Regions from separate parts of the Zea mays genome. Here regions 1, 2, 4 and 5 are each linked to region 3. Evidence: chromatin contacts called from public Hi-C data. All regions are on one chromosome and are shown on one strand. Each heading gives the region's core, a stretch centred on a gene start, on an enhancer-like site or on the middle of the called end of the contact. The rest is flanking DNA. Distances are from core to core; before and after follow the strand shown.

Region 1 (4,931 bases), core at 2,015-4,514, 260 kb before region 3:
ACAAAAGCAATTCGGTGCTTGCATATGCTAAGTTGTATATTGCTCGCATCCTAAGTCTACATGGTGTACCCAAGACCATCGTGTCGGATCGGGGTCCACAATTTATTGCCAAGTTTTGGACAGAGTTGCACAAATCATTGGGTACCAAGTTAATTCACAGTTCAGCTTATCATCCGCAGACTAGTGGTCAAACTGAGCGGGTGAATCAAATCTTGGAAGATATGTTAAGAGCTTGTGTGCTTGCTTATTCGGTTAAATGGGATGAATGTTTGCCTTTGGCTGAGTTTTCATATAATAATAGTTATCAGGAAAGCATAAAGATGGCACCTTTTGAGGCTCTTTATGGTCGAAGGTGTAGAACACCGTTAAATTGGTCAGAACCAGGAGAGAAATACTTCTTTGGGCCTGATCTTGTAAAAGAAGCGGAAGAAAAGGTTCAAGTGATCCAACGAAATTTGCGGGTGACACAATCTCGTCAAAAGAGTTATGCTGATAAGAGACGTCGATCCTTGATTTTCCACGTTGGTGATCATGTATATTTAAGAGTGTCACCGATGAAGGGCGTGACTCGATTTGGTGTCAAAGGAAAGCTTGCGCCCCGCTATGTTGGTCCATTTCAAGTGCTTGAACGGTGTGGACTTGTGGCTTATAAGGTGCAATTGCCACAGAATCTTCCAAAAGTGCATAATGTGTTTCACGTATCCCAGTTGAAGAAATGCCTTCGAGTCCCAGAGCAAGTAGTTGAGGTTTCAGATGTTAACCTTGAACCCGATCTAACTTACTCTGAATATCCTATTCGAATTCTGGATCAAAAAGATCGGATCACACGAAGAAAGATTATCAAGTTCTACAAAGTACAATGGAACCAACACTCCACAGATGAGGCTACATGGGAATCAGAAGACTATCTAATGGAGCATTTTCCTCAGCTTTTAGATTCCTGTAAATCTTAGGCCCTGTGCATTTTGTCTTTGATGTAAACCCACAGGGGCACACCCCTGTCTTGTAAGAACAAATGTGGAATAAGATCGTGACGCATTTCTTTTTTTCCATTACGGATCTAAGAATTTTAATCTCGGGACGAGATTCCTTTTTAGGGGGGAAGGTTGTAACATCCCTGGTGTTACGAGAACTAAAACATTGACATGACATCATATGCATCAGCATCATTTTGCTTGATACACCTAGAATGCATTTTAGTAGGTCCAAAATCTCAAATGAAACACTAAAGTAGCCAAAAAGTGGAATTTTAAATCTAGAAAGAATTTGCTAGGAGACCATATACCAAAGTTATAGAGTTTTCAGAACCAGACAACTTTCATGTGTTGATATTTTCAAGTTTTGAAGAAAAATTTGGAGTAGTTGCAGAATTCAGATTTGGTTCAGTTTTTGGTTCGGCTCAAAACAGCTTTGTTTACCTGTTTTTGGACCCCTGCAGTTTCTAATCCATGTGAGTTTTGAGAAAGGTTGCTGTAGAAAACTTGTAGAGTAGTTATAGGAGACCCACTTTTATTGAGTATGTTAGCCCTAAAACCACATGCAACTATGTGAAAAATTGGTCAAAAGATGGGCTGACAGGTTTGGATTTCAGACTTGGTGTAATTATTCAAGTCTGAATTTCAGTGTGTCTGGCTCAACTTTGGAGCTTTGTGGTGATTGATCTATATGGTTTTGGACTGCAATTCCTGTAGCAAGTTTGAAGACCATATGTTGGTGTGCAAGTTTGGTCAAAGGTCATACCCCTAAAGCTACTTGGAACTTGGAGAAAAGGTGGTCCAAATTGGAGCTGTTAGACTTGTGATTTCTGGACTTTGATTCAGAAATTGAAGTGCAGTTTCAGCATTTTTAGCAAACTTTAGATCTCTGTTGTGACAAACTTCTGATGTTATGGCCTGCACTATCCAGAGCAAAGTGTTAGAGGGTAATGTGGTTAGTAATTTTAATCCAGGTGGATCCCCCTGAACTTGCCTAGAAATGGGAGAAAATGGTGTCCAAAAACATGTTGTCAGACTCCAGATTTCAGACTTAGTTCAATTGACTGAAACTGAATTTTAGTGGGTTTTGCTCAACTTTGGAGTCCTGTAGCATTTAATCCCTGAGCTTTTAGTTATAAATCATTATAGAAATATTGTAAACCTATCATAGGAGTATATATTTTGTTAAGTTACTCAACCCTAAAGCCCTATGGAACTCAGTGTAAAACTGGTCTAAAGCAGGGTTGACATGGTTGCAGATTTCGGACTTAGTGCTGAATTGGCACTGCAGAACTCATATTTTGGAGCAACTTTGGGATCTCTTTGTGACTAATATATGGAGTATGAACGATGGTTTCTATAGTAAAATGGAAGACCATACAATAGTTAACAAGGTTTCTTAAATAAGGTTGGCTTGGTACTGCATAAAAATTTGAGTAATAGTTGCTTAAGACTGGGATGGTCAGTTACAGAAACTGAATTTCAATCAGTGCCTGAAAACTGAAGTTGCACTGTTTGGTGTCAGTTTGGGAACACTTTTGTGACCATTCCATCAAGTTTTAGACTATGAATTATATAGCAAAGTTGGAGACCAAGTATTAGTGAACAACTTTACTAAGAGGTGCTTAGCTTGGTGCTGCACAAAGTTGGGAGTAAATCTGTTCCAAAGTGGTTCCTGGCAGCTTCTTTCAGTTAACTGAAAATGACATTTAGTGGGATAAAAGGAGAGTGATTCAGTTCACTGAATCTAGAATCAGATCGAAGATGAAGAAAAGATCTCTTTGCCCTACTGTAATCCACTTTTGTGCTCAAGCCAGGACGTGCATGAGATGGCAACAAGGGTTCTCGAAGTCCAGTTTTGCTGTAGAAAATATCATGTCTTGGCTTGTACTCATTTAATGCACCCTTATCTATTTAAATTCTTGTCTGCAAAAATAGGACAAAATGGGTGTTTATTCTGAAATTGTGAAACCTGTGTGGAGTTGTAGTTGTGTGACACGTGTGGGGACCTATGCAGTGCTGGCACCCTGGAGAATACTCTCCACTGCTTAATATTGGGCTCACGGATGTCTGTCCCTGGATGCAGTCACCTTAGGGCTTAGTTTTGTGGAGTCTTTCCCCTGCCCTTGAACTCGAGCTCGTGTCCATCGCGTGAGAGGAGGAGTTCTGGTTTTCAGGTCTGAGTAACCCCTTTCCATCACCAAGTCCGGTCTGCCCCGGAGCTGTGTGCCATCTCTGCAGTTTGGTGACCACGCCCAGCTGACCCTCCCCCTCACCGCGGCCCAGGTTCCTCGAGAGCTTTCTCAGTCGTGTGGTGAGTGTCCCATGCTCTCCTTGGACCAGTGAAGCTCATGCAACTCAGCTTTTGAACTCTACCGTGGTCTGCTGCTTGGAACAGGGTCGCGCCACCGCAGATCGGTACCATGGACAGCCTCACCGTCGACCAACCAGCGTGCTTCTTCCCTGAGCATTTTCATGCGAGCCCCGTAAGCTGTGTATGGCACTGAAGCTTCTTCCCTGAGTAAAAGTAGATTTAGGATTTTTACAGCAGATACCAAATTTCAGGGGATTAAAATATGCTCTTAGAAGGTCTATTTGATTTTAGAAATAAAAGTTTAGTTCCAAAAATTATGAAAATTTTTGGGAAACCTTGTCTTTACCAGCTGAGCACTTGGTCCAAGTTTGAAATTGTTTGGAAGAAATTTTCTCAGCAAACAGATTGTTGCCCGAAAAGAAAAAGGATTTTACCCTCGGGTAATTAGGAAATGAAGTTGCTTAAGAAAGTTTGAGCTTCTGGATGAAGTTTAAGATGGGTTAGTTCCTGGTGAATTATTAGTTGATGATGTCTTCTAGTGCCCTTGGTAATCCTCTAGTGTTTTGGCTAGTTTTATGCACCTTGTATTAAAGTGTACTCAGGATGGGTTGTTTGTTACCTTCTTTATAAAATGCATTTCCGTACATAGCAAACATTCATCTACATGTAATTGACTTGTAGAACACCTAGATGAAGTGGTGTCTGAAGAAGGAGTTCACTTCAGTGCCTGCTGATCCAGTGGCGGAGTTTTCTCTAACTGCTTACCAGAGTAGAAGAGTTTTAGATCTTCTCCTGCAATAAGGCAAGCCCCGATGCATTTGCCACCTTCCTTGTATTTACAAAATTTTATCACTTATATGATGCATTAGGTGATTTCTTGAAATAATTGATTACCATACCTTGTCACCTGATTTATAAAAGCTAGAGATGCTTAATCATGCAGATAGATTAGAAAAAAATGTTTTTGATCTATGACTCATAATTTCCAAAAGAAAATTGGCTTGGGATAATGAAGGCATCATGTGCAGTGAGAAATTCATTATCCAGGCATGGCCCCTCTGTTAGGCGCCAAATGTTTTGAGAAATAGTAAAAGTAAACTTGAGGTCGGGCGGTTGACTTGCACCAGAACGGAGTCTGGTTGTAGTGTCTCCGTCTGTGTCGATTAAGGACCGTACCGATTGTTGGCCTGATGATCTAGGACCTTTTAACTGGCCACATACCTCGTCATGGGTAAGCCTGAACCCAGCTATTCCATACGTGAAATGACAACCGCGCACTGGGCGTGGAAGATGGTGGGAGTAGCAGTTATCCTCCTGGCAAGAGACTGGATGGTAGGGTAATGTGCTCCCGGGTAGCGCGGACTAGTTCATGTAGTGGAGGATCCGTGGGAATGGTTGACATATGCAAGGGTTAAGTGCTACATATGTCGTGTGGTTGGAGATCCCCAGCTGGGTATTAATCGATTCGGATCGCCGTTACTTCTCGGATATGAAGACTGGATCGCTGCCCTTCATCGTAGATAACAAGTGAAACAAAAATTTGGATTTTAAAAGCAACCTAGTGTAGGTCAAGTGAATGATCTAGATTAGGAAATTGCTAGATTCAGGCTAGAAGATTCAGGTAATAAACTAACTTGTGAAAT
Region 2 (5,175 bases), core at 1,823-4,322, 330 kb before region 3:
ATGACACAAACAGGACGTTAGGAAAATAGGGTTCTAATTCTAGAGATTTTTTAGTCCTTGCATTTTTAGCCCGTTTATTCCATAAATTACTAAAGACAAAGACTAAAAAATAGAAACAATTTTTTTTAGTCTCTGTATTTAGTAATTTAGAACAAAACTAGACAATCCCAGCAATTTAGATGTGCCATATGTACATACTGCACAATGTAGTAGTACATGTAGACAAGTTCCTTCTTTACCCGACTGATGTCATTCTTTCATTCAATCATTCTAAGCTCTATTTACACTAGAGCTAATAGTTAATTGACTAAAAAATTACTAGTGGAATTAGCTGACTAACTATTAGCTGATTTTAGCTGGTTTGAACCAACCAATAAACTAATGTGTAGTTGACGATGTAGCTAATAGTTAGCTGCACTATTGGCTGAAAGTGTTTGGATGTCTCCAGCTAATAGCCCAACTATTAGCTAAGTTATTTGAATATCTCCAGCTAATTTTAGCTTTTAAATATTAGCTCTACATTCAAAAGAGCCTTAGTAGAAAAAAAAACACCCAAGCATCTAGCTGCTAAAAGAATTGTCACTTCATTTCCCGTTTGCCTTCTACTGTCCTAGGGTAAAATTGTAAATTAACAGAGTTTGATGTATATGGTTTTATCACCATAGGAACTTAAGAAAGTAAGGTTTACAGGAGAGACAAATTTTTAGATGAAAAATAACGAGTAAAAGCAACGTAATTTTAAGACAGTTAATTGGCAAACGTATCAGTGGTTTAAACAGCAACAGTGAGCTACTGAGCTATACAACAAAGGTAACTTGCCTCCTAAAGTTGGTATTCAATCAAAATATTCTGAGTATTTCTTCCACATTATTGAGCATCAATGGGGACAATCAACAGTACATAAATCCATTTAGCACAATCACGGATTGAACTTACTGTACTTACTTCTTTTGACCATGATAACTTTCAGTGCACAACTCAACTGTGAATTCATTAACGAAAAGTGTACATTATTTAACCACAGAATTGACGATCAAATCACAGATTAAAAAAATAACAATCCATCAATCTTATTTTGGACACTTGAAAAGTTGGTAAATCTTGTTAGGCACAACAAAACAGCAGATTTTACTGGCTTATGACGAGATTAAATTTACACGAAGAAGAAATATAAGTGTCATTTCTACCTGAAAATCTAGTAGCAGCACCACACAGCTTGCAAGGTCCAAACTGGAAGAGAAAACCGCATCTAGTTCCCCATCTATTTAGATAGCGTTTGCTTCCATAGTCACTTGGGATACAACAGCTCCGTCCCCGGAAGCGGCTCTGTCCAGAAGATTTTGGGAATGAACATATTTTTTCATTTTTAGAATCACTCCATCGTACGTGGAACCAATCCAAACAACAATAAACTGAGAGTGAAATGGCTCTGTCCCACCATACTTCGGAACTAAACGTTATCTTAAGATAGTGTTTGGTTCCGAAATATGGTAAAATTGAGCCCTTATGCTCCTAATTTATTTTTGTTTGGATGATTTCATATAAAATCGAGTGGTTCTAAAAATAGAAAATTATGCTTCCCAAAATCCTCGAACGAAGCTGCTCCTGAAGAGTTGTTCCATCCTAACTAACTCCAGAACCAAACCCTATCTAATTTCCCTTCAGGGACACCTCAAGCTGTTCCAATCTCCGGGCAAGGTCATGCTTCCCACAATGTCGAAGGCCATCAACTACAGCACTAAAGGTCGGTGCCCGGGGTGTGAACCCTGCCTCACTCATCTCAACGAGGTAGTTTGCAGCTTCCACAAACCGACCGCCCCTCACGCACATTTTGACAAGCATCACATACACAGGGCGATTCGGTGGATGCCCCTTCGTCTTCATATCACCAAAGAAAGCGAAAGCATCTGCAAAGCGTCCTGCCTTACAAAGCGCCTTGATGATTGCCGCATATAGACTCGGGAATGGACGATGGCCATCCTCAACAGCCGCATAGAACAGCCGGAATGCCTCCTCAATTTTGCCAACCTTGGCCACAGCCGGTAGCATCACCTTGTATGTTGAGATGTCTGGACACAGGCCTCGACTGGAAGCATCAGCAAGAAGAGACACGGCGAAGTCCACGTCTCCAGCATTGCAAAGCGCCTCGGCAAGGGAGTTGAATGTAGCAACGTCGGGGAGGATGCCTTCCTTGGTCATACGGAGGGCAAAGGCCTTGGCCTGCTCCAGATGCCCAGCGCGAACGAGCCCGTCGACGAGGAGGTCACGGCCGCGCACCGGTGGGCGGAGCCCGCGGCCCGCCATGTCATCGAGGAACGCCTGCGCCTCCTGGAGCTTCCCCGCCGCGCACCAGGAGTCAACGAGGGTGCTGAACGTGGCGCGGTCGGGTGCAACGCCCTTGCGCGCCATCCTGCGGAGCAGCTTGTAGGCGCCGGTGAAGTTGCCGTTGGCGCAGAGCGCGTCGAGGAGGGCGTTGTAGACCTCGGTGGTCTGCGGGCAGCCAAATCGAGGGAGGCGATTGAACACCTCGACGGCCTGGTCGGGGAGGCGGGAGTGGCCGTAGGACGAGATGACCGCGGAGAAGGTGGTCGGCGAGAGGGGGAGGCCGAGGCCTCGCATGTCGGAGGCGAGGGACCAGAGGTGGGGGAAGAGCCGCGCGCGCGCGAGTGGGAGGAGCAGCGCGTCGAAGTGCTCGGCTGAGGCGGCGAAGGACGGCTTGGCGCGGAGCCAGGAAAGGAAGCGCGTGGCGTGGAGCGGCGCGGCGGGGGCGGCGGCGCGGATGACGCGGAGCGCTAGGTCGGTGGGGAACGGGGACGGGAGGCGGAGGCGGTTCAGGGTGCGCTCCAGGTAGAAGTCCCGCCGCACGATGGTGGAGAGGTGGTGCACCGCCGCGAAGTAGGCGTCCTTCGAGGTCGGGTGCTGCGGCTGCGGCGCTCCCGCCGCGACCGCGGGGAGTTCGGAGAGCGTGGAGAGGCGGCGGAGGCGGAGGCCGAGGCGGCACAGGACGGCGGCCGCCGACATGGCTCACCTCGGCTGCGGACTGCGGTCGCCACACTGCGCTAACATTCGTGGACCGTTCCAAACGGCTAGCTGGGCCTAGGTCGAAATAGTATTGGCAAATAGCCTGCTAACGAAATGGGACCAACTATGCACATGGGCTGGTAGGTCTTGAGTTGCTTCGAGCTGGTACTATTAAAGCCCACAGCTTTAGCATTGCGGAGGGTCGTAGGGTTTCCATCTGTTTCTCGTCGATGCCCTCCGCCGCCGTCGCGCCGTTCTTCCTCCTCTCATCGTCATAGTCTCCTTGGGTAGGTTCTGTGAGTTTCCAAAGGTACAGAGCGTCGCGTAGGCTCGTAGCTAATTGTCATTTGGTTTCGTGGTTCTTGCTCCGAATCGACAATCGTGTTGTTTCTTTGCAATTTGTTTGTCATCTGGTTTCGTAGTTCTTGCTCCGAATTGGCACTCGTGTTGTTTCTTTGCAACTGTGGAGCAGAAATGGCGGTGCCCGCTGCTGACTCATGAGGCCTCACCTCGACGACTAAGAATGCCTTGAGTTCTTATCCATAATTCTTATCTGAATTCTGAAATGATGCCCGTTGTATTTGTTGCAGACCGTATCAATCTGAATCTTGATTACTGTTTTCATCTGTCGTTCGAGTAATTTTAATGGGGATTTAGCCTTGTTGAGTAACTTCTTATGGTTTGAAATATAGCGAAGATGGCTGTTAAACTGTCTATGCGAGGAAGCGTTATTGTTCAGTACTCGTAGTATCTGTTAGTTTTTGTTCTTGCACGATACAGTCGCTGGATAAAAGCACTGTACTCGTAGTATCTGTGTTTGAGTAGAGACAAGTAATTCTAACTATCTACACATGTAGCATACACATGCACAGTCAAATTTGCTGTGGACACCTGGTGTTTTCATGAACGAACCTTGCATGCAATAGAGTTAGGAACTTTAATTGCAGACTTTTATTCAGTTAACCTTTTTTATCGATAATTGTTTCTGAAAGAAAAGGATATGATGGCTCAGTAAAAGGTCTGAGGTAGAAAACATGTTTCTTAAGTGAGCATCGGGATAAAGGAAGAGGGCCCTAGCCCTTGCGTAAGTATAGCACTGTGGCTCTCGCAAACTCTTCTACATCAATTGCTTCATGGCTTCATGAAGTGGGTCGGATTAAAAAGGCGTGGGCTTCATTCAGAGCATGAATGCTTGCCTAGACTTCTCCCAACATTTTTAGCCCGACGCTCGCTTAAGAAAACCATGGTTTCTGCATGATCACATCATTATGGCTGATCCTTTCTCGGAAACAACTTGTTTTGCTTTCAAAGCAACTTTCTTGAGGTAGCATTTCTTTAGTGGCACTATGTTGCACTAGATTTCACATTTTGCTTTCGATGAAACTTTGCAACGATATGATAGTTGCTTTCCTGCATGATCAACTGATTTTTTTGCCAGTACCGTATAGCTATTTATTCATGCTAAACAGCCATTTAAACGGGCTAAACAGACGTGGTAAGTCACTGTGTGGTGTGTACACGAACAACATTTTTTTTTGCTTATCCTTGCATGATCAATACACTACTGCAATATTACTGCTTTATTATTGCTTTTGTTTCATGAAAATTTGCAAGGATGACATCACCCGTTATATGTACTTTTTAAACTGTTAACACCAACTAATACATTTGACAGCATCTGTCTTGTGCCCAAAGAACATACCCCAACACCCCCTGGCACCTGCATCCTGTGTGCATTGCACCATTTGTCATATGTTTAGAGTAGAATATATGGCTGTTTGTTGTGGTTTAGTAGCTTTGCCCTTAGAACAATTCATGGTCATGTGCACAAGGAGCGATAAAATGCTGACACTTCATGCCATCTTTTACATTCCTGTTCATGTCGATTCATGCTTAAATAAACACTTGTGGCTCCAAGCTGGTGCAGGCCGAAGGGCGTCGACTCCTGTGTCAGAAGGAAGTTCAGAAGGTCAGCTTTGTTGCCCAACATCGGTTATGGTTCTGACGAGAAAGAAGGCATTACCTTCCTAACATGTTCAAGAAATCTGGTGTCCACAATGTCTCTGACCTGGATTTGCGTACATAGTAACGTTCTACCGCTTTTATAACACGCCGATGATTGGGTTCCCTGGAACTCGATGTTATCAAGATAAC
Region 3 (5,252 bases), core at 366-2,865:
CAACCTTTATGTTGGTCACTCGTTTTAGTCCGAAAGGATTTCAAAAAAAAGTCAACACAAGTTATTAAGGTTCTGATTGTAAGCACCTAGTTTTTAAGAAACTGATTTATGAAATTAAGATAGTTTCAAACATACCGATTTAGGCTATCCGCATTCATACTACTCTAAATTTCTACTCTAAAAGGAATATTCTATCCCCGTCAGCAAGATTATCTACTCTATACCACAATCTTCTACAGTCATGTTTACTCTATATCTCAACTCTATACCAACACACCGTACCCATGCTGCTGCTCTCTGCCTGTAGCTCTACCTGCAGAGTTGATGCCCGTACAGCTCTACCTCCGTCCGGTTTATTTTATTGCTATAGCGTTGATGCCCGTACAGCTCTACCTGCAGAGTTCTGGATGTGTGACTGCAAAATAGCGCAGGTGATAGCGTCCGCTGTTGCACCCTTTTCTTACTGCATGTGTGACTGCATGTGTATAGCGTATCTTTTACAGCTCGCGACTGTGCCCAGCCTTATACCTCAATTTATAGGAATTCAATTCTCAGTTTCTTAAAAACTAAGAAGCTGATTTCTCCTAGCTAAAAAAAATAAAAATTAGGTTGCCTGCTAACAGAACCTAAGTTGAAAGCTTCTCCCTCCAAAATAAAAGAAAGATGGTGCATCAGAAGGACGACAGATGAAGCTTTGAAGCGTGCTTTTAGATGGGAGCCGTTGGATAGACGAACTGCTGGGAGCTTTGTATGACAAAGCCTTTGTTCTGGAGTTGCTAGTTGATGTTTGCAATAGTTTGAGATGTCCCTTGTATCGCCTCACGAGGGGAAGCTTAATAATATGTTTGTATCTGCGTTTGTGGTTCCTGTTGTGGTCTGCTTATCCTTTTTCCTGAAAGTGCTCCATCTAGATGGGCTAGGCCAATGTGCCGGTCATGATGGATCATTTGTATCACTTGATGAACTTTGGATCCTACTACCACCATTCACAAATTTATGATACCGTTGTCTTGTCTTATTCAAAAATGTAAAATTTTAAGTCAACCACAAACTACCATAAAAACAAATCATAAAAAATGACAACTCATTTTTTTTGAATAAGACAAGTTGTCAAAGTTTTTTTAAAAGTTAACGATGCCATATATTTATGAATGGAGGGAGTATTTTATAATAAAATAGAGGGCTTTGTCTCTTTGTAAAAAAAAGCATTCGTGCTCATATAGTCATTTCGAATGTGACTAATCAGTTTTTGTGCGTATGAAGTATTCGTACGGTTTCTATATTCACAATATTTATAATATTTATTCTATATTGAAAATAAACAGTTGTGCCCCGCGCTCATTTTTGCAGACTGGGAGAGTGGAGCACAAATAAATATAAGTAATACATACTGACATTTTTTTGACTTCACTTTTCCCCTCTCAGTAACTGAAAGATCGTCAGCATCATTAACTTACGCACGGAAGATTTGTGTTGTGTAGCACAAAATACTTCTCCGTTCCATGAATGGATTCATGTAAACGGGCGCGGTGACCAATCGCAGGCATCCACCTGTCCACCGTCCTCTCCGGCCTCGTGTCCTCCTCCTTATTAACCGCGCCCACTGCCCACTGCAGAATCTGAGCTCCAACTACGGACCCAAAAATCCGCAACCCTTCTCTTTTTCCTGAGTTTCTCGTTTCCCCTCCTTGGGCTCGGAGGCTACAGTTCCTGCCCCACCCGCAAGACTGCCCCCGCGCGCGGCCGCGGCCATGTCCTTCCCGCGGCTCCTCCTGGCCGTCCTCGCCGCCACGGTGGCGGCGGCGTACGCGCCCGCGCGCGCGGCGGGCGCCGGCGCCGGTGCCTGCGCGGCGGAGAAATTGTCCAGCAACCGCGTGTTCCAGACGTGCGCCGACCTGCCCCGCCTCGGCGCGTCGCTGCACTGGTCCTACGACGCCGCGGCGTCGTCCCTGTCGGTGGCGTTCCTGGCGGCCCCGCCGTCCGCCGGCGGGTGGGTCGCCTGGGGCCTGAACCCCAAGGGCCAGAGCATGGACGGCACGCAGGCGCTGGTGGCCGTCCCCAGCGGCGGCGGCGGCGGCGGCGGCGCGTACGAGGTGCAGACCTACAGCATCTCCGGCACCTCGCTCGGCTCCCCGGGGGCCCCCCTCGCCTACCCGACGTCCGACCTCGCCGCCGAGCTCGGCGGCGACGGCCGCGTCCGGATCTTCGGCACGCTCAAGCTCCCGAACGGCACGGGCGGCGCCGAGGTCAACCAGGTGTGGCAGGTGGGGCCCTACTCCGGCGGGATCCAGATACACGAAATGAAAGGCGACAACATGAACGCCAAGGGCACGCTGAACCTCCTCACCGGCGCCACCGCCGCCGCCAGCGGTGGGGGCAGTATCCTCAGGAAGAAAAATGTGAGTCGCTCCGGCTCCGTTCCCCCCCTTTTGTCTGTTCGTGCTAAACCATCCGTTCGTTTCTTTGCTTATCACGCCCCGGTGCAAAATTTTAGAGACAATTTGATCCCATTCACAGCACAGCTCTACTAGTGTTCGATCCCTGACCCAATTTTCACCTTTTTTTAATAATAAAAAAAGAATAACCTTTTTAGCAAAGGAGCTCTTCTGTATCCACATGAAGCGTTACTGTATTCACATGAGGCACCTTCACATGAAGCGTTACTGCAACTGAAAAAAAAGAGATAATTCCTTTATCTGAAAAAAAACAAGCCACACAAATTTAAGTTTGTCGCATGTCGATGTAGGGACCGATTTAAAATTTCCAGGATTGGAAAATGCGTGAAGTCATGTTGTTCTACGATAGTCCCCGACTGAAATCAAAACCGTATTAGGGGGTGTTTGGTTACCCCAAACTAAAATTTAGCCCCCGTCACATCGAATGTTTGAACCTCCGTTTCGGGTATTAAATGTAGTCGGATTATAAAACTAATTTCTCAGCCGAAGATTAAAAGACGAGACGAATCTAGTCCAGTTGGTTGGGTCTATATTTCATACTCTTATTTGAAAGTCAAACGCTTGATGTGACCCGGGCTAAACTTTAGCAGGGGCAACCAAACACCCCCTTAGTCCTAGTCCGTACGGCAGGCAGCGTTTGCTGACCGTGTGACAGACTGACAGTACATCAGGCTCCTGTCTTCCTCACCCGTACGTACGTACACTACGGATTTCGACGCACTGCTATTACTATACTGTCCAGTAGTAGATCGAACTGATTAACTGAAACCGTTCTGATCCGGCACGCAGACGCACGGGATCCTGAACGCCGTGAGCTGGGGCCTCCTGCTGCCCATGGGCGCCACCTTCGCTCGGTACCTCAAGACGTTCAGGTCCGCCGACCCGGCCTGGTTCTACCTCCACGTGGCGTGCCAGCTGGCCGGGTACGGCGTCGGGGTGTCCGGCTGGGCCACCGGCATCCACCTCGGGAACCTGTCCAAGGGGATCACCTACTCGCTCCACCGGAACATCGGGATCACGGTCTTCGCCCTCGGCACTCTGCAGGTAACTGACTCCACACTTCACAGCGCAGCGCAGGCGCAGCACACACCCATGACCCATCCTTCCTTCTCATGGCTTTGGCTTTGCTCTGCTCTGCTTTGCTTTTGGCTGCTAGTAGGTCTTTGCGCTGTTCTTGAGGCCGAAGAAGGAGCACAAGTACCGGGTGTACTGGAACGCGTACCACCACTCGGTGGGGTACACGGTGATCGTGCTGGGCGTCGTCAACGTCTTCAAGGGCATGGCCATCCTGGACGTGGAGCGGAGGTGGAGGACGGGCTACGTCGCCGCCGTCTCCGTGCTGGCCGCCGTCGCCGTGGCGCTGGAGGCCGTCACGTGGGGCGTCGTGCTGCGGCGCCGGAAGCAGGAGGAAAAGACCTCCAACGCCGGCCGCTTGCCGCTGTCTATGTAATATATATATATATACCTCATCGTCGTCGTCGTCGGGGGCGTCTCACTATATATCTATCTGATCTGATCTGATCTTCAGAGTAGTAGGCCTTACGATGGGTTGGGTTAGCTAGCTAGTGTGTGTATCTTCATTGTATGGTAGGTGTCTCTGTGTGTGTGTGTATACTGCACGTTCGTATACTGGAGATGAGTGAGTGTGATACCGGCCGGCGGCATTGGTCTTTGGCTGTTGCCTTTTTGTTTCTGTTCGTTCGTGAATGCTGATCTGATCATGCACTTGCGTTCTGGGATCATGCTATTTTGGCTGCTGCTCCATCTCGCAAAGAGGAGAAAAAAAAGGCTGGTGAGGTGTGCTCGGTCAGTAGCTGTAGCTGGTTGGTTGGTGAAGCTGGGATGGGAACGGGACGGTACACGTAGTGGAAGCCCCACACAACACAACGCCAAGTGTCGACGTCGCCGCGCGACCCACCAGTCCACCTTTGCCAAGGCGTTCGGCTCATGCGTCCACGCGAATCCATCCACACATGAGAGTGATCCGAGAGGAGTATAGCGTGTGGCTCACTTGGCTTGGTTCGCTTCGACAGTGGGAACTGGAGAAAAAAAAAAGCTTGTGGCGCTGGATGTAGAGCGCCACTTTTTTCCTCTGGTGGTGGAAAGAGGAGGCGGCGCACGAGAGACACGGTACAAGATATATAGAGAGATAAGAACACCAGCAAAAACTCTAACCACAACATGCGGTTCATTTCTGCTAGCTTGCTGCGACACTTGACGATCCTTGTGATCTCCCGTCCTGCCAGCTCGAAGCTTCCCCAAAATTCCAAAGCTTTTCGCCGGCGGTGGATACGCAACCTAAACGCCTGGCCAAACCCCAGCTACTACCGACCGGCTCACACCAAATGATAAAATTGTCGCGGGGCTTGGGATGGAGCCCTGCACTGTTCAGTTCAGTGTACCAGAAACCTAACTGCGCATCAGTATCTCCTAGTCCTATTCTATATCCATCTCTCAGCAGTTCAGTCACCCAAAATATTGTTTTACACTATTTTATATTTTATATTACATTATTTATAAAGTGTAGTTTGAATATGGGTTATGTCCAAGCTTCGAACCTACGCTGCTTCATTGCTTGTCAATACTGCTTATCGCTGAATCTTTTGTTCTGGGTGCGTGCGTGAGAGCATGACGACCCATCATCATTCATCAGTGGGGAGTTGGAAAGTCTCTGTTTCGCTGCCTGCACTTGGCTGGCTCTGGCTCTGCTTCTGTCCACCTCAACCGCACTAGCAATCTAGCATTCGTGCGGCCGGTCACCTTCTGTTGGTGGGTGGAAGGCTGGAAGCATGGGAG
Region 4 (4,925 bases), core at 1,833-4,332, 400 kb before region 3:
AGTAGTGTTTTTTCCCCCTGAATTATTGTTAACCTGATGCCGTCGTCTTTATTATTTTTATCATGGAAGTAAAATTGTTGAGATGTAAATAGAACTTAGAAGGAAGTTGTAATGTTTGTACAACCTCATGATAATGTTGCAGAACTTCTGTGTTAACACATGTTACTAATAAGTTGGCTCGATAGGATGGATTAACCTATCTTCCCTGCCGAAAGAGTGCATGGGATGATGTAATATTTAGTGAGCTTCATTAGTTTGCTTGGTTATCCTGGTTATATGGGAGATGCTATTCTTGAACATGTGACTTTTTTGGGGGTGGGGTGGGGATCGTGGATTTTAAGATTTTACACTTAGTGCTGGTTTGGTGATAAGAGATTTGGAAGGGATCATAGGGTTTGTTTAGGAGCAAGGATATTAGAGAGGATTGAAGGTGCTAAAATCCTCTTGCTCCTAAAGAAGTCTTTAAGGCTACTTTAGAAATTTAAATCCTTTTGGAGATTAAGGAGAAAATTAGTTACATGTGGCCGTTGTAACCGTCAATGAGACATTGTGTTCATCTCTTACGGTTTTGACTTCCGAAGAATAGGGTGTGAGGATCTGCCAACTCCTTTATGTAACAAGATTTTATAAGCTGAAATGTGGTTTCGGAATTTTACATTAAGGTTTGACAAGTGACGGGTTTGAAACGGTGCGAAAAATTTGAGCCCAATATGTAGTGCGTGCACATATATTTACAAGCAGGTTTTAAAAACCACAGCATGCCCGAAAGGTTGTTTTTTTTTTGGTTATAGCAGAGACAACCAAAAAGTGCAGCATATCTACTGTAATATAAATAAGAGTTCATAAAAAAAACAGATTGACTGTATTCTTCCTTGCATCGCTTGCCGTTTGAAACTTTGAACTTGAGAAAGTGTGGTCGAAAATATGGAAAGTGTTGTAGAAAATGCGAAGAGATAGTTTCAAGTCTTCGCTCCTTTATAGTAGAAACTAGTAAATTGCTCGCGCCGAGGGAGGATCTGGAATAAGATTCCCTTATTTCTACTTTCCTATTCGCTGCTAACACCTCTTGAACTCGATCATTGATGAGCTGCTAACACCTTTTGGGATCCTTTCACCTCGACTTAACCTCTGCTTCCCCAGCTACCTCCTCTACTTCCACGTCCACGACCCCTATGGGCACTACCAGGAAGCCACCTTCCATCATACAGATCCAAATTAGTGTTGTTGTTTCTTGTTTGCTCTTAGCAACTGTATACGTTGACGGAAATTTCTGCAGGTAAGGAAAAAACATATAATACATAATAATTATGTAATTTGCAAGAGGACTGATGATAGCATCATATATGTATAGATGAAAAATCTGTCCCAATAAATAATCAAGCCTGTGAAAACATTTCACGATTTGAAGGTGTATTTGGAGAGGTAGGTTTTGACCAAAACATGAAGCTATAAATTTGACAAGAAACGTGTTTGTTATTGGTCTTATTTAGTAAGTACTTCGTATATAGTTCAATGGCTATTCTACAAAGAACTCTAATTCATAGTCATTTTTAAGGCTCCCCTAAGAGACTATGCATATTTGTACATGACTAATTGTTGGAGACTTGTTCTTAACTGCTATGAATTAAGAAAAGACAACACAGAAATTGTTAAACGTTAAAGTCCTTCGTCCTTCGAAGCATTATCTTCCTTGTGATATAATAAATTCCGGACAAAGGTTATGAAGGACATACATTCATAAGCACAACAAATAATGAAGAAGGATTTACATAAAATATGAAAAATAATATAAGCATCTATTATTAACTCATTTCTATTTTATTATTATAGAAATGATAACAAATTACAAATGTACTTTCGGCTTGAAGGAAAGCAAAAGTACCAGCGTGACGCAAAAGCAAATGCCCAATGCGTGATTAAAGGAGCGTGTGTACAGTGCCGGGACACTGTTCACCTATTTATAGGCACATGATGCAATCTGCGCAAAATTACATTTACGCTCTTCTCAATCGACTACAATAATAATATAAAACAACATGGGTCTTCAAGTCAATTCATTTTTAAGTCGTTTCGACCCTTCATCTTGAGATTTGTCTTTATGCCGAAGCTTTATAAATAATAACTTCGACGCTTGCTTCTGAGAAGACCTTTCGAAGGTGTTCTTTTTTAGAATCTTCGGCTACGAAACATACCCCAACACTAATGATGCTATAAATTTCAGATGCAACCAAGAATCTGGTCTTATTCCACTTCCCTGCATCTCTCTGAGCACTGCAAATGATTTTTCCATTGCAAGGATCGGACTGAACACACGCAAGTTTGATTTAACTCCATCAGCATCCATCTCCTTCAGCAGTATCTTCTCACTTTCCTACCTCCCACTCTCCCAGCTGTTTGTCAGAACTTGAGGAAAGTCTCCGTCTCGACGACACGCCACACAACGCCAAGCACAGAAATGAGTGCGGCGACTGCGTTGGAGTGCAGCGTGAGTCCGATTGCCTGCGCAGAGGCGAGGAGCTGGAGCGCGGCATCCGGGAGCGCTGTTCGCACCAAGGCAGAGATGAGTTCCGAGAAGAGCGGCACGTCGGGCTCGAGTCACGGCTCACCGAGGTCCGTTTTGGAGGCGCTCGAGCAGCGTGGCGTCAGGTGGGTCCCACATGTTGAGCAGCGAGGCGAGGAGATGCGGGTGGTAGGATGCGAGGTCTGGGAGGGAACGGTGGGGCGCGCGAAGCCGCAGCGGATGCTGCGAGGAGGGAGTGGCGTAGCAGTTGGGATCGTAGGGCGACAACAGGAAGGAGAGAAAAAAGCGGTGAACTGTAGGAGCTGGAGAGAAGCAAGCAGCGGCAACGAAGGTTCAACACGGCCATTCCCTGATACAAGCTGCAGAGAAAAAAAAGCGGTGAACAGGGAGGTCGGCAATTCCCTGCCGAAAGAGTACAGTTTGAACGCAGGGACCATTCAACACGGCCAGACCGGCTGCATTGCCCATTGCAGACTTGGATAGCAGGTTTTCGACTCGCCTTGCCGGCTACATGGGCCCCACCTTGTTCCAACTATACGGGCCACTGGGCCACCCGCTGCGGTGGACGGCCCAGATGCTCTCCACGGCCGCGAACCGCACGACGGCACGAGAGGAGAGACAGACAGAGAGAGCGAGCGACTGAGACCGACAGGGTTCGGTTCGACCCGATGCTTCCGGCGCTGCGGCCTCGCCGCCGGCTCCCGGTGGCATCCCTCCTCCGCCGCCTCCTCTCCGACTCCACCCCCTCCTCCTCTGGCACTGGAGAGAGTGATCTGATGGCCGCGGCCGCAGCGAAGGCCCGGGCGGAGGCGGCAGCGCGGGCTCGGGTGGAGGCGTACAAGCAAGTCCAAAACTTCGACTGGAGCAGCGGCGCCGACTGGAAGACCGCCGCCAACATCCTCTTCACGGTGCCCCCTAAGCGCAAGGAGTTCGGGTGAGCATCAAGAGGCAACCATGTTCCTCTCTTAGGGTTTACGGATTTTGTAGTCTCGGTACCAATTACGTCGGCGAGGTGAGATGGATCATTGAATGGGAGTAGGATAGGGGCAACGCGATGAGATGGAGCTGACTAATGTCATTTTCATGTCGCTGGGAATGTCTCCTGTTGCTTTCTTTTTGCTTCGTGATACGAGTTACAGTCCTGATAATTATTTATAGCATTGGCTGAGGAGTTTCACAAGTATGTCAGTTTAGTTTTGCACGTATTATAAGGTTATTCAGAAATTTCTTTTGAATAGATTGCTAGGAGCATTTCCACCACTCCAGATTAGCTAGGAATGAGTAAAAATGCATGTATAGATTTGTTAGGGATTTTTTTTAACTCTTTTTATTTCTGATGTGCCAAATAGCCCAGAAAACCTCTGCAAAAAACTGATTTGTCCCCACCCCCAAAGAGTAGTAACTCTCAATTTATGGAAAATCCAGTCAGGAATAATATCGTCCAGAGACCTAGGGCTTGCGTCCAAGTTCACTCTGCTTTGATGCAAGGAAACTGGAATGTTTTCGTGAGGCAAACAAACATATGTGATTGACACTTTCAAGCTTGCCACATAGAGCACAAAATTCATCCCACTGCCAGTTATTTTTTCCATTCTTTTCTGCAGTCAATTGGATCTGATCATGCAATGCTTACCATAGGAAGATCTTCACCTCCAAAGGCATTTTGCAGTTCCAAATTTTCTGTGCATTGCAGCTTGAAACATTCCTCAGAGTCAAGTATCTATACATAGGTTGACCCTGTTTGTGTACTGTGTGCACTTTGCTTGAGCCCATTCAACTCTTGTTTTCACCTGCAGCTACTAATATGGTACTTTGTTCAACATATGAAGTAGTTGATCTGTCAAGGACCTCCCGACCTAGGGTAGCTGGCCCCTTACTACGGAGTTCGTAGCCACGGTCCGTCGTCGCCGGCGAGGTTTTTCCCCTCAGCCGTCGGCTTGTTTAGAGAGAGAGAGAGATTAGGAAATAATAATCTTGCTTGCCTTATTCCCTGCTGCCATGTGGCTTATAAATAGCCCTATGGCTAACCAACTTCTCCTATAAACTCTCAACTAACTCCTATTTTCTTGGACTTATCTGCTGCCAACTAACTCTCCACAATTCTCTCATCTCAATCTTATTCTCTAGCCTTATCTTTATTTCTAAATCTATCCACTGGTTGTGGCCTCCTCCTGTGCGCGTTCAGCGCGCTCTGCAGCGCGGCGTGCGTCACGGCGGCGCCTATATGTGCGCCCGCACATGACATGATCTCCATTAAGAAACAAATTCCATTGACAAGCTTCACTGGTTTCTGTCTTTCTCGTTCCGTTTCAGGCTTGATTTCCACCTTGTGCAGCTCTTCTTTGTCTGCATGCCATCGCTAGGTTTGTTTCATGACAAAAATCTATTCCTTTCTGATGCTTGG
Region 5 (5,362 bases), core at 1,390-3,889, 310 kb before region 3:
GATCTGTTAGACTGTTTATCGTACTGGCTGGGTTTATGGACTAAAGGGCTATGGTAGCCCATCACAGTTAAATAGCAAAAAAGACTAAAAATATGTAAAAATGAGAATTTAAAGCATGGTTGTGGCTTTTAAAAGCCTATCTACACACATTTAACCAACAAGACACATATATTTTTTGTGTTTTATACCTTATAACAATATGTACTATAGATATTTCTATTGAAAAACGAGAAAACACAAAACCGGGTTGGCCGGGTCGAGCCCGTCGCACCGAGCCTCGCCGCGCCTGAGGCTCAGACATGGCCCATGATCGGGCAGGACCTGCACGGACCTGATACCCAATGTGACGGGTCATGTTTGGACCGAACTAGAACTATGCCGGGTTACGAGCTTATCGAACGGACCGATTCATTTGGGCATCTTTCAAGTTTCTACTCGGAGCAGCTAGCACGTTATCTACACCAATGAGACGAGCAATCCAGAATCCTGATCGTAACGTGCCCAGATCCAGCACGCACCGTATTCGGATGTCGCGGCTAGCTACCTGCAGGACCTGGTCTAGCAAGACGGTCAGGACTCAGGAGCGACGGAAGGAAGCATAGGGTGTCAGATTCCTGATCCTGATCCTGATCCTGATCCTGGTCTAGTTAGTGAATCTTTCCTTTCCTGCTTGTCCTTGTCCCCCGGTACGGTTGAACCGGGACGAACAGGCCTGCATGCATGCTACCGTGACACAGCGCAGTGGGATCGGCCAGCCAGGACACGGTCTACGCCACGCGCAGGCCACCCCCTGCCATGCCCGGTGCCCCTGCACGCTGGACGTGGACGCTACTAGTCGCACGCAGATCGTCGTCGCCACTGCACTGCCACCGCACTGCACACTTCGCTGCCACTGCACTGTTTCTTCGCTGCCCTGCATCTGCATGTAGCCCTGTACATTGAATCTGTAGCCTGATGAATGCCGCAGGGATCATACCCCCGATGGTAATTGGACTCGATCCTCGATTTGGGATAGAGATAGTAAAGTAAACCGGGATGGCGGGATAGGTAAGGGGAATTCCGGTTCCGTTTTCCGTATGGGACCCGTTGAACTTATACATAACAATGCTTTTATGTAATAGCTTATGATAAAAATAATTAATTATCTTATCAAAAGATCTCTTGTTATATATATATATATATATGTATTCATTTTAATGTTTATGTAATGATTTTTTATATCAAACAATGTGTATAATTAACAATGTTTTATGTTAACAACAAAGGAACTACTGCATAATTATAATTTAAACGGAGATTACCATTCGTGGGATCCCCATAGAAAAACTTTTTTTATCACGAAGACAGATGAGGTGATAAAAACGAGAATTCTCAGTTATTATCCCTACCTGTCAATCTGGTGGAGAACCCGTACGTTGGGCAGGCGCTGGCCATGCATTCTGGCCGGACGGGCCGGGCAGACGAGTACAGCCAGCGCGCGGCGGTGGAGCCGTGGAGGCTGGAAGAACCTTCCCGTTATTGGCTAGCTTCTTCGGCCGGCCCCGGGGCCCGAGCGCGATCCGGATTCCGGAGCCTCGTGAAACGTTCAGGCAATGCAGCGTGACGACGTGTGGGCGCCGCATGATCGACTGATACTCTGATGATAGACCGACCGATCATTTTTACGCTGCTGTTGATCAACAGGGCGGGGCGGCCACCGTGTCCGTAGTCCGTACCTGTGGAGGACACACAGCGGCAGCGGGGCGCCGTTCAAACTCTTGCATGTGTTGATCCATGTCCCTAGAAGGTAATTGCATGCATGATGGAGCTAGCTAGCTACTGTGGGCGACCCGGGTAATTAATATATAATTTTACGGAAGCCGCTGGAACCATAGAATGTGCAAACCGTGCACTATATGCCCTGGCCCGGTATACGTCTGCCGCTACGTACATTAATTGCAGCATGCATGCAGGCATGTAATGCCCGCGGCCGTTTACTTTTTCTCCCTCCAGCAGCTTCGCTCCCCATCTACATCCGGATGCATGATCGATGGCCACTGGCCACACGGGTAATATAAGGGCTCTTTGTTTCTTTTCAGTATTATATAATTATAATTAAGCTTATAAACTACTTCATCCGTTCTAAAACAATATACAGTTCTTTTTAGCCCACTTTAAATTTTTTCTATCACATTCATTCAAATAATAATGATGAATATATACATACATGCAAACTACACTCACATGTTACTTAATGAATTTACAATTAGTTTAAAACGAATTATATTTTGGAATGGTGTGGAAGTAGCGTATAAGTATTTACTTAATGTCACACTCTGCCTGCACGGTAATATCATTATCGGAATTCGGCTTCTTTGCCAAATGTCAATTGATTTTGCCGAGTGTCTTTTAAACGCCTCACTATAGCTAGTCCGCGTCGTCGAGCTAGCTATAGGGCTCCAAAGCTTGAAAGATGATAGATGTTTATTACCCAGCTGCTCCGTCGTTAATGTTACATCAAATTCTGAAAATCGCCTGCTCTTTATTTCCTTTCAAGATTATATTATATATAATTTAGCTTATAAATTATATTAAGTATTTATCTACCGTCACTCTCTGCTCGCGCGGTATATATATAGTAGTATATAAACGCCCCACTAGGTAGTCCGCGTCGAGCTAGCAGCTATATAGGGCTCCATAGCCTGAAAGAAACGAATGAAAGATGGCAGCAGCACACGGAAGCAGGCATTGTTGTGTAGCGCCGTGCCGTCTACTCCTCGTGGTTGTACTACTAGTGGTGACGACTGGTATACTCCAGTTCCAGGCTGATCCAGTCGTCTCCAGCCTCCAAATAGCAGTCAATTCAATTATTGTCGACCAACCAGCAGACGATATATAATGGTTTTCGCGCGTTTTTTTGTTAGCAGGTGATGGTGCCGTAGTAGCTGATGCTCCAACAGCAGGCTCGCCGCGAACCGACGAAGTAGTAGCAGCCCTTCAGGCAGAGCAGCTGCTGGTAATTAATGCCGGCCGGCTCCACTTGCTCAAACTTCAAAGCCAGCTTGTTGGATGAAATGCATGTATTGATGTATATATATGACGAAACATAATGCATGTCGTATATATAGGAATTTAGAAGCAGATCCGGCAGCGAAGAAGAAGCGCCGATGACGACGACTGCTGCAGCTGCTGGTTGGCCGGTGTTGAACACGGAGCAGCAGCAGGCTATTATTACCGGCGTCGGCGGCGGGAGGAGGAAGCTGGTCGGGTCCAGGGCTCCGACGACGTGCACCTACAACGAGTGCCGAGGCTGCCGGCACAGGTGCAGCGTCCAGGAGGTGCCCATCGACGCCAGCGACCCCATCAACAGCGCCTACCACTACAGATGCGTCTGCCATCTATAGGCCGGCCGGCCGGCCGGCCGACGTACGGCATGCATTTCCATATCGCTTGATTTTGTATTTTTGGTTTTTGGAGATGCCATCGAAAGCGTTGCTGTGCATGCATGGGCAACGTAACCGCTCGTCCTGAATGAATAAGCTAAGCGCGGCAGAGAAGAGAACACCCACTACTACTTCTGGTTGTAACGCTAGCTGTTCTATTTATCTCTACCTACAAGTGTGTGCTTGTTGTTTAGTTATACTAAAAAAAATTCTTAAACCATGGACGAAACGCGACGCCCCCGCGGCCCCTATGACCCGTTTAGTCCCGCTGCGGGCCGGGTTCGAATAGAAAATCAAGCCCGCAGGCTTAGATAGACCGGTCCCAAAACAGGCCAGGCCGGGTCGGGCGGTATGTTTGGCCATCTGTACCCACCAGCACCAGCAACTGCGACGTGCGACCTCCCACTCGTCTCGCTCTCGCACCTCTCACCACCCCACCACGGCACCACTACCCCAGCACGGTCAGTGGCGGCCCTGAGGGTGGGGCGGAGGGGCCGCCGCCCCGGGCCCCCAATTATATAGGGCTCCGAACTTAATTATACATTCAGTAATTAGATTATCAGACACAATAGCTTAATAATGAAATGTCGAATAATTAGCAGCCATGAAGCGTTCACAACCCGGTCGTATTTAAACATGTTAAAAGAACTTTTAAGATAATACTATAATATATATTTTTTATTTATTTGTTACTTGGTATAAATATTTTTAGATGTGTCTTCCTTTATATATTGATACCATTTTTATATAACAATAGTTTGATGGACCTCTATTTTAAATTTGCTCCGAACCCCTAAAACCTCGGTCTGAGCACGATGGGGAAGAGCAACCTGCTGTCCCGGTACGCGCGCAACGAATTCGACCCGCACTCCAAGGCCACCATCGGGGTGGAGTTCCAAACGCAGAGCACGCCGCACATCGACGGCAAGGAGGTGAGGGCCCAGATCTGGGACACCGCCGGCCAGGAGCGCTTCCGCACCGTCACCTCCACCTACTACCGCGGCGCTCCTCGTCTACGCGTCTCCCGCCGCTGGCTCCAAGTAGAGATGGCCAAACGGGCCGCCCGGCTCGTTTTGGGCCCGTCCCGCCAGGCACGGTTAGAAAACCGGACCGGATCGTCTAAGCCCACAGACTCAATTTTCTGTCTAAGTCAGGCCCGCAGCGAGTCTAAACGGGCCAGAACGGAAAAAACTGGTTAAAAAGCGGGTTAAGCGGGCCAGTAAGCACATTTTAATGCAAAAAAGCGGGTTTAACGGGCTTAGAGGTAAACGGGCCGTGCCGGGCTAGCCCACCGTGCCTAGTTTTCTGTCCAAGCCCAGTCCGCTTATTCGTGCCGGACCGGCCTGGGCCCAAATATAACCGGGTCGTGCCAGGCTCGGATCGGGCCCAAACAGCGGGCTTCATGTCGGGCTCGCGAGCCTCGTGCTTATTTATGTTCTAGGAGCTCAATAATACGTAACTTTACTTTTATGTTGTAAAATATTACGAAACATCCAGTATAGCCGGTCAAAGTTTGTCGGGGACCATAATTAGGGGTACCCTCAAGACTCCTAATTCTCAGCTGGTAACCCCCATCAGCACAAAGCTACAAAGGCCTGATGGGTGCGACTAAGTCAGGGATCGGTCCATTCGAGGGACTCGATCACGCCTCGCCCGAGCCTAGCCTCGGGCAAGGGCAGCCGACCCCGGAGGATCTCCGTCTCGCCCGAGGCCCCCCTCCAGCGACGAACATACTTCCGGCTCGCCCGAGGCCCAGTCTTCGCCAAGAAGCAACCCTGGCCAAATCGCCATGCCAACCGACCAAATCGCAGGGGCATTTAATGCAAAGGTGGCCTGACACCTTTATCCTGACGCGCGTCCTCCAGTCGACAGAGCCGAAGTGACCGCAGTCATTTCGCCGCTCCACTGATCGGCCTGACAGAAGGACAGCGCCGCCTGCG

What was found. A called contact is a pair of places that touch in the nucleus more often than the background predicts.
Region 1: a contact with region 3 is called in a Hi-C map of ear, with 3 times the contacts expected there. The contact joins the enhancer-like site here to the promoter of LOC103653190 in region 3. A contact is called at or near these places in 5 of 25 Hi-C or Micro-C datasets (ear, endosperm, leaf and 2 more).
Region 2: a contact with region 3 is called in a Hi-C map of ear, with 1.7 times the contacts expected there. The contact joins the promoter of LOC100304439 here to the promoter of LOC103653190 in region 3. A contact is called at or near these places in 2 of 25 Hi-C or Micro-C datasets (ear and tassel).
Region 4: a Hi-C map of tassel shows a contact between it and region 3, with 2.9 times the contacts expected there. The contact joins the promoter of LOC103653197 here to the promoter of LOC103653190 in region 3. A contact is called at or near these places in 2 of 25 Hi-C or Micro-C datasets (leaf and tassel).
Region 5: a Hi-C map of tassel shows a contact between it and region 3, with 3 times the contacts expected there. The contact joins the promoter of LOC103653195 here to the promoter of LOC103653190 in region 3. A contact is called at or near these places in 2 of 25 Hi-C or Micro-C datasets (ear and tassel).

What each region holds. Positions count from the first base shown.
Region 1 is chr4:45,228,499-45,233,429 of Zm-B73-REFERENCE-NAM-5.0, reverse strand. No RefSeq gene overlaps it. Among protein-coding and RNA genes, the nearest start is that of LOC111591303, 9.5 kb to the left of the region's middle. Within about 2 kb of position 3,264, at least 2 of the 20 cell types and tissues checked have an H3K27ac peak or open chromatin away from gene starts, as enhancers often do.
Region 2 is chr4:45,291,142-45,296,316 of Zm-B73-REFERENCE-NAM-5.0, reverse strand. LOC100304439 (Pentatricopeptide repeat-containing protein mitochondrial) reads right to left here and starts at 3,072. Exons shown (of 1, transcript NM_001165872.2): 1 at 1,078-3,072. The coding sequence starts at 3,021. The coding sequence ends at 1,651.
Region 3 is chr4:44,962,018-44,967,269 of Zm-B73-REFERENCE-NAM-5.0, reverse strand. It overlaps LOC103653190 (cytochrome b561 and DOMON domain-containing protein At5g47530), which reads left to right and starts at 1,615. Exons shown (of 3, transcript XM_008680150.4): 1 at 1,615-2,399; 2 at 3,246-3,500; 3 at 3,616-4,190. The coding sequence starts at 1,752. The coding sequence ends at 3,906.
Region 4 is chr4:45,362,816-45,367,740 of Zm-B73-REFERENCE-NAM-5.0, reverse strand. It overlaps LOC103653197, which reads left to right and starts at 3,082. Exons shown (of 4, transcript XM_008680157.3): 1 at 3,082-3,455; 2 at 4,835-4,884. The coding sequence starts at 3,190.
Region 5 is chr4:45,272,289-45,277,650 of Zm-B73-REFERENCE-NAM-5.0, reverse strand. LOC103653195 reads left to right here and starts at 2,639. Exons shown (of 3, transcript XM_008680154.4): 1 at 2,639-2,786; 2 at 2,907-2,995; 3 at 3,108-3,634. The coding sequence starts at 2,702. The coding sequence ends at 3,383.